Linked DNA regions of Mus musculus: regions 1 and 2 are each linked to region 3. A link is a contact called in public HiChIP or PLAC-seq and promoter capture Hi-C data. All regions are on one chromosome and are shown on one strand. Each heading gives the region's core, a stretch centred on a gene start, on an enhancer-like site or on the middle of the called end of the contact. The rest is flanking DNA. Distances are from core to core; before and after follow the strand shown. Region 1 overlaps Mast1 (microtubule associated serine/threonine kinase 1). Region 2 holds the start of Gcdh (glutaryl-Coenzyme A dehydrogenase). Region 3 holds the start of Lyl1 (lymphoblastomic leukemia 1).

Region 1 (2,991 bases), core at 36-2,535, 220 kb before region 3:
CTCTTTTAATTCTTAATTAAGTTATAATTCCTATTATTATGCAAACACCCCCACTCTATATGTGTCTTCTCATCCATTTGTTTATTGAAGCAATTCTTTCTTTACATTCTTTTCCTTCTCTGCTCATCTATGCATTATCCATCCAATTCTTCTCCTCCCCCCTCCCATGCATACGCGTGCGCACGTACTCTCTCTTCCTGAAATAGTCCATCTCCTTCCTCAGTGTCCACGTAGCTGAGAATTCAGGTGTGCAGCTTCATTCATTTCTTCCTTCCACTTTCTGTTTGTTCCTCCATAATTGCTTTTTGTGGGGTGCTGGGGATGGAACCCATAACCCTAGTGCTTCACTGGGGGATTCTAGGCAGTGGCTCTCCTCTGAGTCACATCCCCAGGCAGAGACAGTTCCAGGCCAGCTTCAGTTATAATTTAGTTAACAGTAAATATTATTATAAGTAGAATATTACAGATAAAGTTAATTAAATGATTACAATACCAACTAACTAAAGCTCATTGTTTACATTATCATTCACACTTTACATTTTACTTTTTTTTTTTCCATCTTAAGGTATGGCTGAGCCATGTTGGAATTCACACTCAAGGCCTTTTGTGTGCTTGGCTTCAGCCCCAGCCATTTTATCTATCTTTTTCTATCTTGTGTAGCAAGGAAACATAGGAACTTATATGCTATGCCGCCTTTAGGAATGGCTGCATCTAGGTGCTCTTACCAAGCTATTGGCTGTCACATAGCACTGCTTTCTCACATGACATGCCTGTTCCCTTCTGATGCACCACAGTGTAGCTGCTCCCTCTGGATGCACCATAGAGTAGCAAGGCTGCCGTCCATCCGATTGCACACTATGTTTAATGCTCATGTGAAAGGGCACAAACCTGTTGCATATTGACCTAGGTGGTTTGCCTTGAGTGACATCTACCCCTGTAAGAAAAGAAAAGAGCGGGTATCAGGCAAACTAAACTACGAATGTTGGACAGTGCCCTGGTTCAGTAGTAAAGCACCTATCTAGAATCCACTGAGGAGGGGGAGGGGGTGTGGCTCCACGCTGGAATTATCTCTGAGTATGCACAAGGGCCTGGATCCCATTTGCAGCTAAATAACATGTGGCTCACACTCCTCCTGGGTGGAAGCCAGCAACCCACACTTAAAAACCCTTGACCCTCAAGGATCAGTTGTCAAGAGGCCAAGAGTCATGCTTTCTTTGACTCTAAACAAAACTCACTATCATCAACTTCCTGTGTGACCAGACTTCTCTCTGAGTCCTTATGAAGTAAGTGGGTTGGACATGCCAATTTCAGAGGGTGACTAATAACATGAGGTAAGCCTAGGAGAATGCGGCTCTTTCTGAGACTTGGAAAGGCTCCCATTTCTAGTTTTCCCCTTCTGCAAAATGGGTACAAGGGAAGTAGAGAAACAGTGAATGTTGTGTGCCTGGCTTTGGGTATGGAAGTAACTCTCTCTTTACCTGAATCTCTTCCCTGGCTCTCAGGTGGTGACTGTGCCACTCTCCTCAAGAACATTGGGGCACTGCCTGTGGAGATGGCGCGAATGTATTTTGCAGAAACAGTTCTAGCCCTTGAGTACTTACACAATTATGGCATCGTGCACCGTGACCTCAAGCCAGACAAGTGAGCTTTGGCCTTCTTTATTCCTCTCCCATTGTTCCTTGGAAGACCCAGGGGTGAAGGGCAAGGATCTCACTTCTGAAACCTGCTCTGTGTCCTTGTCCCTGAAGCCTCCTCATTACTTCCATGGGCCACATCAAGCTCACGGATTTTGGCCTCTCCAAGATGGGACTCATGAGCCTGACCACCAACTTATATGAGGGGCACATTGAGAAGGATGCCCGGGAGTTCCTGGACAAACAGGTGTGTGGCGGGCATGGGAGTCACCAAGGGTGGAGTGACCTGGAAGGACCTCAGGGGCCCAGGGCCTGGTGGGAGGGCACAGCTCTCCCTTGAGGCCCCTTCTGTGGCCAGGGCACAGGCTGACCACCTGCCCCCAGGTGTGTGGGACCCCAGAGTACATCGCACCCGAGGTCATCCTGCGCCAGGGCTACGGCAAGCCAGTGGACTGGTGGGCTATGGGGATCATTCTCTACGAGTTCCTGGTGGGCTGTGTGCCTTTCTTCGGGGATACCCCAGAAGAGCTCTTTGGACAGGTCATCAGCGGTACGTGACTCCTAGGTGGGAGGTGGGACTATGAAAAGATGGGCAGCCTGAGGCGACCTCAGCTTCATTTTTCTTTGCAGATGACATACTGTGGCCTGAAGGGGACGAGGCCCTGCCCACAGATGCACAGCTTCTAATATCTAGCCTCTTGCAGACCAACCCCCTGGTCCGGCTTGGGGCAGGTAAGAGGCCTTCTGCAAAGACAGCTGAGATGGGAGCAGGTTGCTGTCCCAGCTTGAGCTGAGGCCTGGGGCAGTAATTGGGCTTGGTGTGCTGGGCAGGCGCTGGGTACCTTTCTCATCTTCTGTCCATAGGTGGTGCTTTTGAGGTGAAGCAGCATAGTTTCTTCCGAGACCTGGACTGGACAGGGCTACTGCGGCAGAAGGCGGAGTTCATCCCCCACCTAGAGTCAGAAGATGACACCAGCTACTTTGACAGTGAGTTGGGGGTAGGGAGAGACACAATGCCAGGTCCGAGTATAGAATGGGATCCAAAGAGAGGGCCCACAGTGAGGACTGGGATGGAGCCTGGCTAAGGGTATGTGGGGATAAAAAGGCTGACACTGGTCAGGCCAGGTGGTACAGGCCTGTCATCCCAGAGACTAAGAAGTCATGGCTTTCTATACTACACAGAGAAGTCAAGGCCAGCCTAAGCAACTTAGTGGGACCCCATTTTAAAATAAAAAGTGAGTCTGGATATTGTGGCTGATGCCTGCTATCCCAGCACTTGGGAGGAATTCAAGGTCAGCCTCAAGTACCTAACAAGTTCAAGGCTGCCTTGGTTATAGTAAAGTGTTTTAAAGTTGGG
Region 2 (3,035 bases), core at 213-2,712, 190 kb before region 3:
CTCTCTCTCTCTCTCACCCCCCACACTAAATAGATAAATGTAATTAAAAAATGAAAACAATGCCGGGCGTGGTGGCACACGCCTTTAATCCCAGCACTCGGGAGGCAGAGGCAGGCAGATTTCTGAGTTGGAGGCCAGCCTGGTCTACAAAGTGAGTTCCAGGACAGCCAGAGCTACACAGAGAAACCCTGTCTCGAAAAACCAAAAAAAAAAAAAAAAAAAAAAAAAAAAAAAAAAAAAGAAGAAGAAGAAGAAGAAGAAAAGAAAAGAAAAGAAAACAACTGGAGGAATATAGTTTAGTTCAGTGATGCAGTATTTGTTGAGCTTGAGTAGAATGCTAGGTTTGCTTCCTAGCACTTCACACACACACACACACACACCACAAGATACACTTGTAAAGATGACTATCATAGTAGCTTTCACCCACACACAGCTACAAGAGGAGACATAGCCAGTTATTTTATTTTATTTATTTATTTTTTTTGAGACAGGGTTTCTCTGTATAGCTCTGGCTGTCCTGGAACTCAGTCTGTACACCAGGCTGGCCTCAAGCTCAGAAATCCACCTGCCCCTACCTCCCAAGTACTGGGATTAAAGGCGTGTGCCACCACTACCCAGCTACATAGCCAGTTACAAGATAGAAATACAACCCCATAAAATGCGTTACAGGAAAGTCCAAATGACAAGTTGCTGCCCTCAGACTTTGACAACTGAGAAGAGGATCAGAAGAATTTATTACTCACAAGCCCAGAGGAGAAACCTACTGTTGGTCTGAGCAATTGCACAGATGGGTTTCTATAACATTTATAGTTATAACATTATTGCTAAGCCAATAATCTTCATTGGTGCCTTAAACTAAAAACCATAAAAGGGTCGATGTAAGTCTATAAGGGGAAGTCTCTCTGTGTGGTTGGTCAGTCAAGCACTTTTGAGAATCAGATATTGGAGCTATGGTTAGAGCTTTCTCTTTTTGAAGGACAATTGTTAGATGGCTGCTTTGTCAGGATAACCAGTTACTATTTCTCAGGAGAGTTTATACAGTTATGCCCCCCCTTCTTTTCTATTCTTGTCTTAATTTTCTCCAAATCAGTGCATACTCCAATAGAAACTGTAACATCCAAGACACCCAGTTATAACATATTCTAGATTATTCTGCACAACACCCAGAAGGTAGGAGAACCACACAGGTACACAGAAATGCAGTTACTTTGCCACAGAAGATCACATCCTTCCACGAAGTACACACAAAGCAACAAGTTGGGATGGGGCTCACCACCTTTCTCTCTGCAGGCACCCCATTTGCGGATTTCGCAAGGTCTGGCCTCCAGGCGTTCTTATTGAACTTGGGATCCCGCTTCTCAGGCTCTGGGCAACTAGCTAACCAGGAATGGGCGGGGCAGAAATACAGTTGGCCAATCGGGTTTGCACACTTGTTTCCGCCCCTTCCTGGTTCTGCTGTTTAAAGGAGAGACCTGCCTGGGCATGGAAGAACCCGCTTGCAAAACCAGGCAGCTGCCTTGGCTCTTTTAAAAGGCAGAGCCACAGAGGAGGCGGTGTTCTGGGAGGAACCAAGGAGGAACCAATGAGCAACCCCTATTAGGCCTAGTGTGCTGGTCCCGGAGCACAGCCCGCAAGCACCAGGTATGAAGGGTATGGGGTGGGAGAAGGCTGGTCCCCGCTGACGCTCAGCCCTTCCAGGTTATGGTTCCTGCAATGCTCACCGGCTACATGTCCCTGAGAGGAGTCTCCGCGCGGTTGCTGAGCCGCAGGTCCGGCCTGCGCTTCCCGCGTTTTCCACGTACCTGGAGCTCGGCGGCCGCCCACACCGGTCAGTGCAAGGCTCTGGATGGGTGGGCAGGGAGACACAGGACACTTTCTCAGTGTGGCGTTCTCGTCCTTTGTTTGCAGAGAAGACACAGATCCGACCGGCCAAATGTAAGATCACCTACCCACCTATTCCCAGTCCAGCTGTTTCTCTGACCCATGCTAGTCCATGAATGCAAGGACTTCTGGGAAGGGAGGCTGGGTTATCCCCAGGGTCAGAAGTCTAAAGTAGAGGGTATTTGTTTCTACTTGGCTGGAGAGGGGTTGCGCTTGTCAGACTGTTTTGAAGCCAGAATTCACCTGGAGCGAGATGGGGGGCGGGGAATGGGTACAGCTTAAAAATGTGAAAGAGGATAAGGGGTTCTGGCTGACTCGACCCCCATACTCTACCCAGCCTCTCGCCCCGTGTTTGACTGGAAGGACCCACTCATACTGGAGGAGCAGCTGACTGCCGATGAGAAACTGATCAGGGACACCTTCCGTAACTACTGCCAGGAGCGGCTTATGTCTCGAATTCTGCTGGCTAATCGAAATGAAGGTGCCTTGGTGGAAGGGTGGGCATGCTGGGTTTCACAACCATACATGATTTGCATGTGCTGCAGTCCCTGGAGTCAGGGACTCCATGAGACTGAGACAGGGTCTGATTCTGACACCCATCTCTGCAGTTTTTCACAGGGACATTGTGTATGAGATGGGGGAGCTGGGCGTGTTGGGACCCACCATTAAAGGTAAGGACATTTCTGTGTATACTATGCAGCCTATACCCACCTACAACATCTTGAAGGACCATCCCTTTTCCTCAGTCACGCATTTCATCTGTAAAATGGGCAATGGTTATCTCTCCTGAAAACAGCTGTGGGTTTGAGAGGAACAAAGTCCTAACCAGGGCAGCCCCCTGCCCACTTCCAGAAGGGCCATATTACAGCCCTACTCAGTCCCAGGGCTGATCTTTGGCCTTTGGTCTACCCGTTCTTCTTTTGCACCAGGGTATGGCTGTGCTGGTGTGTCGTCGGTGGCCTATGGGCTCCTGACCCGAGAGCTTGAGAGGGTGGACAGTGGCTACAGGTCGATGATGAGTGTTCAGTCCTCCCTTGTCATGCACCCCATCTATACCTATGGGAGCGAGGAACAGCGACAGAAATATCTGCCCGGACTGGGTAAGCAGCTGTTGCCAAGAGGAGGAAAGTCAGATGTCGGTCTGGAATGCAGGT
Region 3 (3,065 bases), core at 257-2,756:
GCCAGGGTAGGTGGAGCTCTTCCCAAGGCAGTTAGCTGCAGCAAGGAGGGCCGAAAGGCACTGAGCTCTGTGGTGGGCATGGCTGCCCCTATGGGCCTGGTGTGTCCCAGGTTTATCACTGGCACGCCGGGAGGCAACCAGGGAGTGCACGTGTTTCGGTGGTCCACCTCCTCTGTAGAAAGGGGCCCAGGTGAGGCCGGCTTAGAGGGAGGGGCAGGTGCTGGGCTGGAGGCACATACCATCTCAGTTTTCTCAGTCATGGCGGAACCCACCTCTGCTCTGGCCTGGGGCGGGCACATGGACCCCACGGATAGAATGCTAACCTGTGGGAGAGAGTGAAGTTAAGGGGAAGGAAGGCCAAAGACCATCTTTCTCCCACCTGTTTAACCTGAGCTTTTCAATGTAAGAGCACCCTTAGGCGAGAAAGGGATTGGGGGTTCAATAATCAAAGGTAGAAAAGTGGTCCTAGAAACTGCTAGGACCTAAAAGGAGGGCCTCCTCCACAAGAGGGGAGCCTCCTCCACAAGAGGGGGTGTCTATCAGATACTAGGCAGCGTTGACCCTATGAATTGTTTGTAATGGGCATCTTCAGTCTCTGAACTAGTTCCCATCTTTCAGAATCTCTCCTACCTGCAGCTGGGAATAAGATAGGAATCTCCGGACTAACTCTAAGACCTCCTAAGTCTCCAAGAGTCACCCTCTGCCACCTCTCCATGGCTATTCCAGGGGCCTCTACCCTTGCTGAAAGTTCCTCTTACTGGCCCCCAACCCCATCAGCACCCTACTTACCACGTTTGCTGGGCTCTAAGGTCTGGGGTATCCTGCCAGTGTGTGACTTCCCACATTGCTGCCCTGTTTTCCCCAACTGAGGACATTTCAGTGCCTCCTCACTTCCAGTGAATGAATAAATAAATGAAGTAACAAACACCGAATACAGGCACAGACACTCCTTAATGTTTAAAGCGTCTTTCTTACCCTGTAGCAGTTTCCACAGCTTGGAGAACCCGGCTGTGTGGTCAGGTTTGTCAGTCCAGGTCAGGAGACAGTTTCCACTGTCCAGTTCGGCCGGTGTGCTCCAGGTAATCCCTCCCGTTGGGCCTCAGAGCTGGGCTGCGCCACCTCCCGGGCTCCGGAGGGCCTGAGTAGCTTCGGAGGCGTCGTGGTGGGTACCTCCAAGAGAAAGTGAGCTGCTCCTGGACCGACCCGCCCTTTCCCCCGCCCCCGACAGCCTGGCTTCCTCCCTCTTACCCGCTGGCGCAGAGGCCAGAGGATGCTGGGCCTGTGCAGATAAGGGTCTGGCTGCCTGGCCGCGGCTGATAAGAAGCAATGCTGACCCCGGAGGAAACCAGCGGGCAGGGATCACGGAGCGCGCACCTCCTGATCCACCCCGGCTAGTCACCCTTCGGGGTTTGCTGCTCCCACAGCACTGGAAGACCCCCCAACCCTCAGGAGCCCAGCGCCAAACGTGTGCAAAGGGGAAAGGTGGCAAGGCTGCCTCTGATGTCCTCTGAGGTTGGTCTAGCTTTGAACCCCACCCCCTATGCTGATGGGGGTGGAAGGGGCCCCTTTCCGGTCCTCTGAGGCCCCATGACCCATGAGCCTCAGCCTAGTTCCTCTTTTTTTACAGATCCCCCTGTGGACTGCACCCCCCCCCCCCACACACACACCCAGGAATAGGGCTCCGGAAGGAGACAATTCTGGTAATGTGGCCTTGCCGTGTCCTGACACCGAGGTGCAGGTGTCCCGAACCTGTGGCACTGCTAACGTATTTCCAAGCCCAGGCGGGTGAGATGAGTGTCAAAGCCATATCTGAGTTTCCCAGAAGTTGCTCCCAAGTTCCCCAAGATGCTACTCAGCCATACCACAACTAGGTGGTATCCCTCACTGCCAGGTATTCTGGAGTGATCTTCTGAATTCTGGAAACCTAGAGACTGGAGAGATGGCTTCGTGGCTAACAGCACATGTTGGTTTTGTAAAGGGCTCACACTTTGTTATGGCTCACAACCATAACTAACCCCAGTTCTTTTTTTTTTTTTTTTAAGATTTATTATATGTAAGTACACTGTCTTCAGACACTCCAGAAGAGGGCATCAGATTTTGTTACAGATGGTTGTGGGCCACCATGTGGTTGCTGGGATTTGAACTCTGGACCTTCGGAAGAGCAACCGGCATTCTTAACCACTGAGCCATCTCGCCAGCCCCCCCCTAGCCCCAGTTCTAAGAAATGTGACATCTTAACTCTGAGGGCACCAGACTTGCACATGGTGCACATACATGCATGCAGGAAAAAGTCAAAGAAAAAAAATCCGTATAAAAGTTACAAAAATCCTGGGACCCCAGCTGTAAGCTCCAAAAGGGCCAGGCATGTTGATCCCAACAGTTGAATCTCTTGAGTTCAAGGCTAGCCTGGTCTAAATATTGAGTTTCAGTAGTCGGGTCTATGTAGAGACTCTGCCTCCTCCCAAAAAGGGGAGGGGGACTTCCAAGATGAGCTGAATCCCAGGCACTCCAGGAGGCTTGTCCCCTGTATCTGGTTAATTGTGGGCACACCCAGAGAGGGGCTCAGTGGCCATGCAGACTCATCAAAGTGCTTAAGCCAAAGACCCAGTTACCCACCCTAGTGACTCCTCTAGCACAGCTTGCTACAGTGGGCTTCACTTTCTGACTGATGGTGATGGGTGCATGTGCTGGGAGAGATTCTGCCCCAGGACTCTCCCCTAACATTAATAATCCTCTACTCTAGGGGGAGGGGAGAGAACGTCTCTTCATTGGGTGTCTCAGCAGCCGCCTGTGTTCTGAGAGCATACTCCTATTGAGGAGCAAGCAGGACAGGAAGCACCTGGTCTGGAGCGGATGCACAGAATGCCTGGTTCCGGTTTGGCTTCCGCCACTACACCAACTGCAGACAGCTGAGCCCAAGAAACCAGGCAATAGGATTGAGACTGCAGTGGGATTTGCGAGCACTGGGGAAGTGGAGGAAATGCCTGGATAGCTGGAAGAGGGGAGGCAGCCTGTTTGCAGATGCCGCCCTGTGGCCACCTGATGAACTGCTCTCCTGAGCAGCC

Evidence for each region. HiChIP or PLAC-seq counts read pairs in DNA pulled down with a chosen protein or histone mark. Capture Hi-C pulls out chosen DNA fragments and counts their contacts.
Region 1: an H3K4me3 HiChIP or PLAC-seq map of bone marrow-derived macrophages shows a contact between it and region 3, with 4 times the contacts expected there. The contact joins the enhancer-like site here to the promoter of Lyl1 in region 3. A contact is called at or near these places in 10 of 39 promoter capture datasets (the C10 cell line, cranial neural crest, embryonic stem cells and 5 more), 2 of 484 Hi-C or Micro-C datasets (the G1E-ER4 cell line and erythroblasts), 6 of 115 datasets of contacts at active chromatin or transcription factors (bone marrow-derived macrophages, effector CD8 T cells, embryonic midbrain and 3 more) and 3 of 9 other capture datasets (adipose tissue, liver and pancreatic islet).
Region 2: a promoter capture Hi-C map of liver shows a contact between it and region 3. The contact joins the promoter of Gcdh here to the promoter of Lyl1 in region 3. A contact is called at or near these places in 16 of 39 promoter capture datasets (the C10 cell line, the HPC-7 cell line, the SN4741 cell line and 10 more), 2 of 15 datasets of contacts at CTCF or cohesin (CD8 T cells and embryonic stem cells), 18 of 484 Hi-C or Micro-C datasets (B cells, CD4 T cells, CD8 T cells and 12 more), 14 of 115 datasets of contacts at active chromatin or transcription factors (the 230-238 cell line, bone marrow-derived macrophages, craniofacial prominence and 10 more) and 5 of 9 other capture datasets (adipose tissue, embryonic stem cells, liver and 2 more).

The regions. Positions count from the first base shown.
Region 1 is chr8:84,919,990-84,922,980 of GRCm38.p6, reverse strand. It overlaps Mast1 (microtubule associated serine/threonine kinase 1), which reads left to right. Exons shown (of 26, transcript NM_019945.2): 13 at 1,503-1,641; 14 at 1,749-1,881; 15 at 2,019-2,184; 16 at 2,265-2,366; 17 at 2,499-2,621. Gm38426 (predicted gene, 38426) reads right to left here. Exons shown (of 3, transcript NR_103491.1): 2 at 2,477-2,587; 3 at 66-934. Among named protein-coding and RNA genes, the nearest start is that of Gm38426, 8.2 kb to the right of the region's middle. Within about 2 kb of position 1,285, at least 10 of the 459 cell types and tissues checked have an H3K27ac peak or open chromatin away from gene starts, as enhancers often do. A contact at or near this core is called in bone marrow-derived macrophages, where this site is marked.
Region 2 is chr8:84,892,348-84,895,382 of GRCm38.p6, reverse strand. It overlaps Gcdh (glutaryl-Coenzyme A dehydrogenase), which reads left to right and starts at 1,462. Exons shown (of 12, transcript NM_001044744.1): 1 at 1,462-1,641; 2 at 1,699-1,828; 3 at 1,909-1,935; 4 at 2,219-2,362; 5 at 2,490-2,552; 6 at 2,811-2,981. The coding sequence starts at 1,702. Gm39213 (predicted gene, 39213) reads right to left here and starts at 1,375. Exons shown (of 3, transcript NR_168730.1): 1 at 1,277-1,375.
Region 3 is chr8:84,699,898-84,702,962 of GRCm38.p6, reverse strand. It overlaps Lyl1 (lymphoblastomic leukemia 1), which reads right to left and starts at 1,506. Exons shown (of 4, transcript NM_008535.2): 1 at 976-1,506; 2 at 1-323. The coding sequence starts at 299.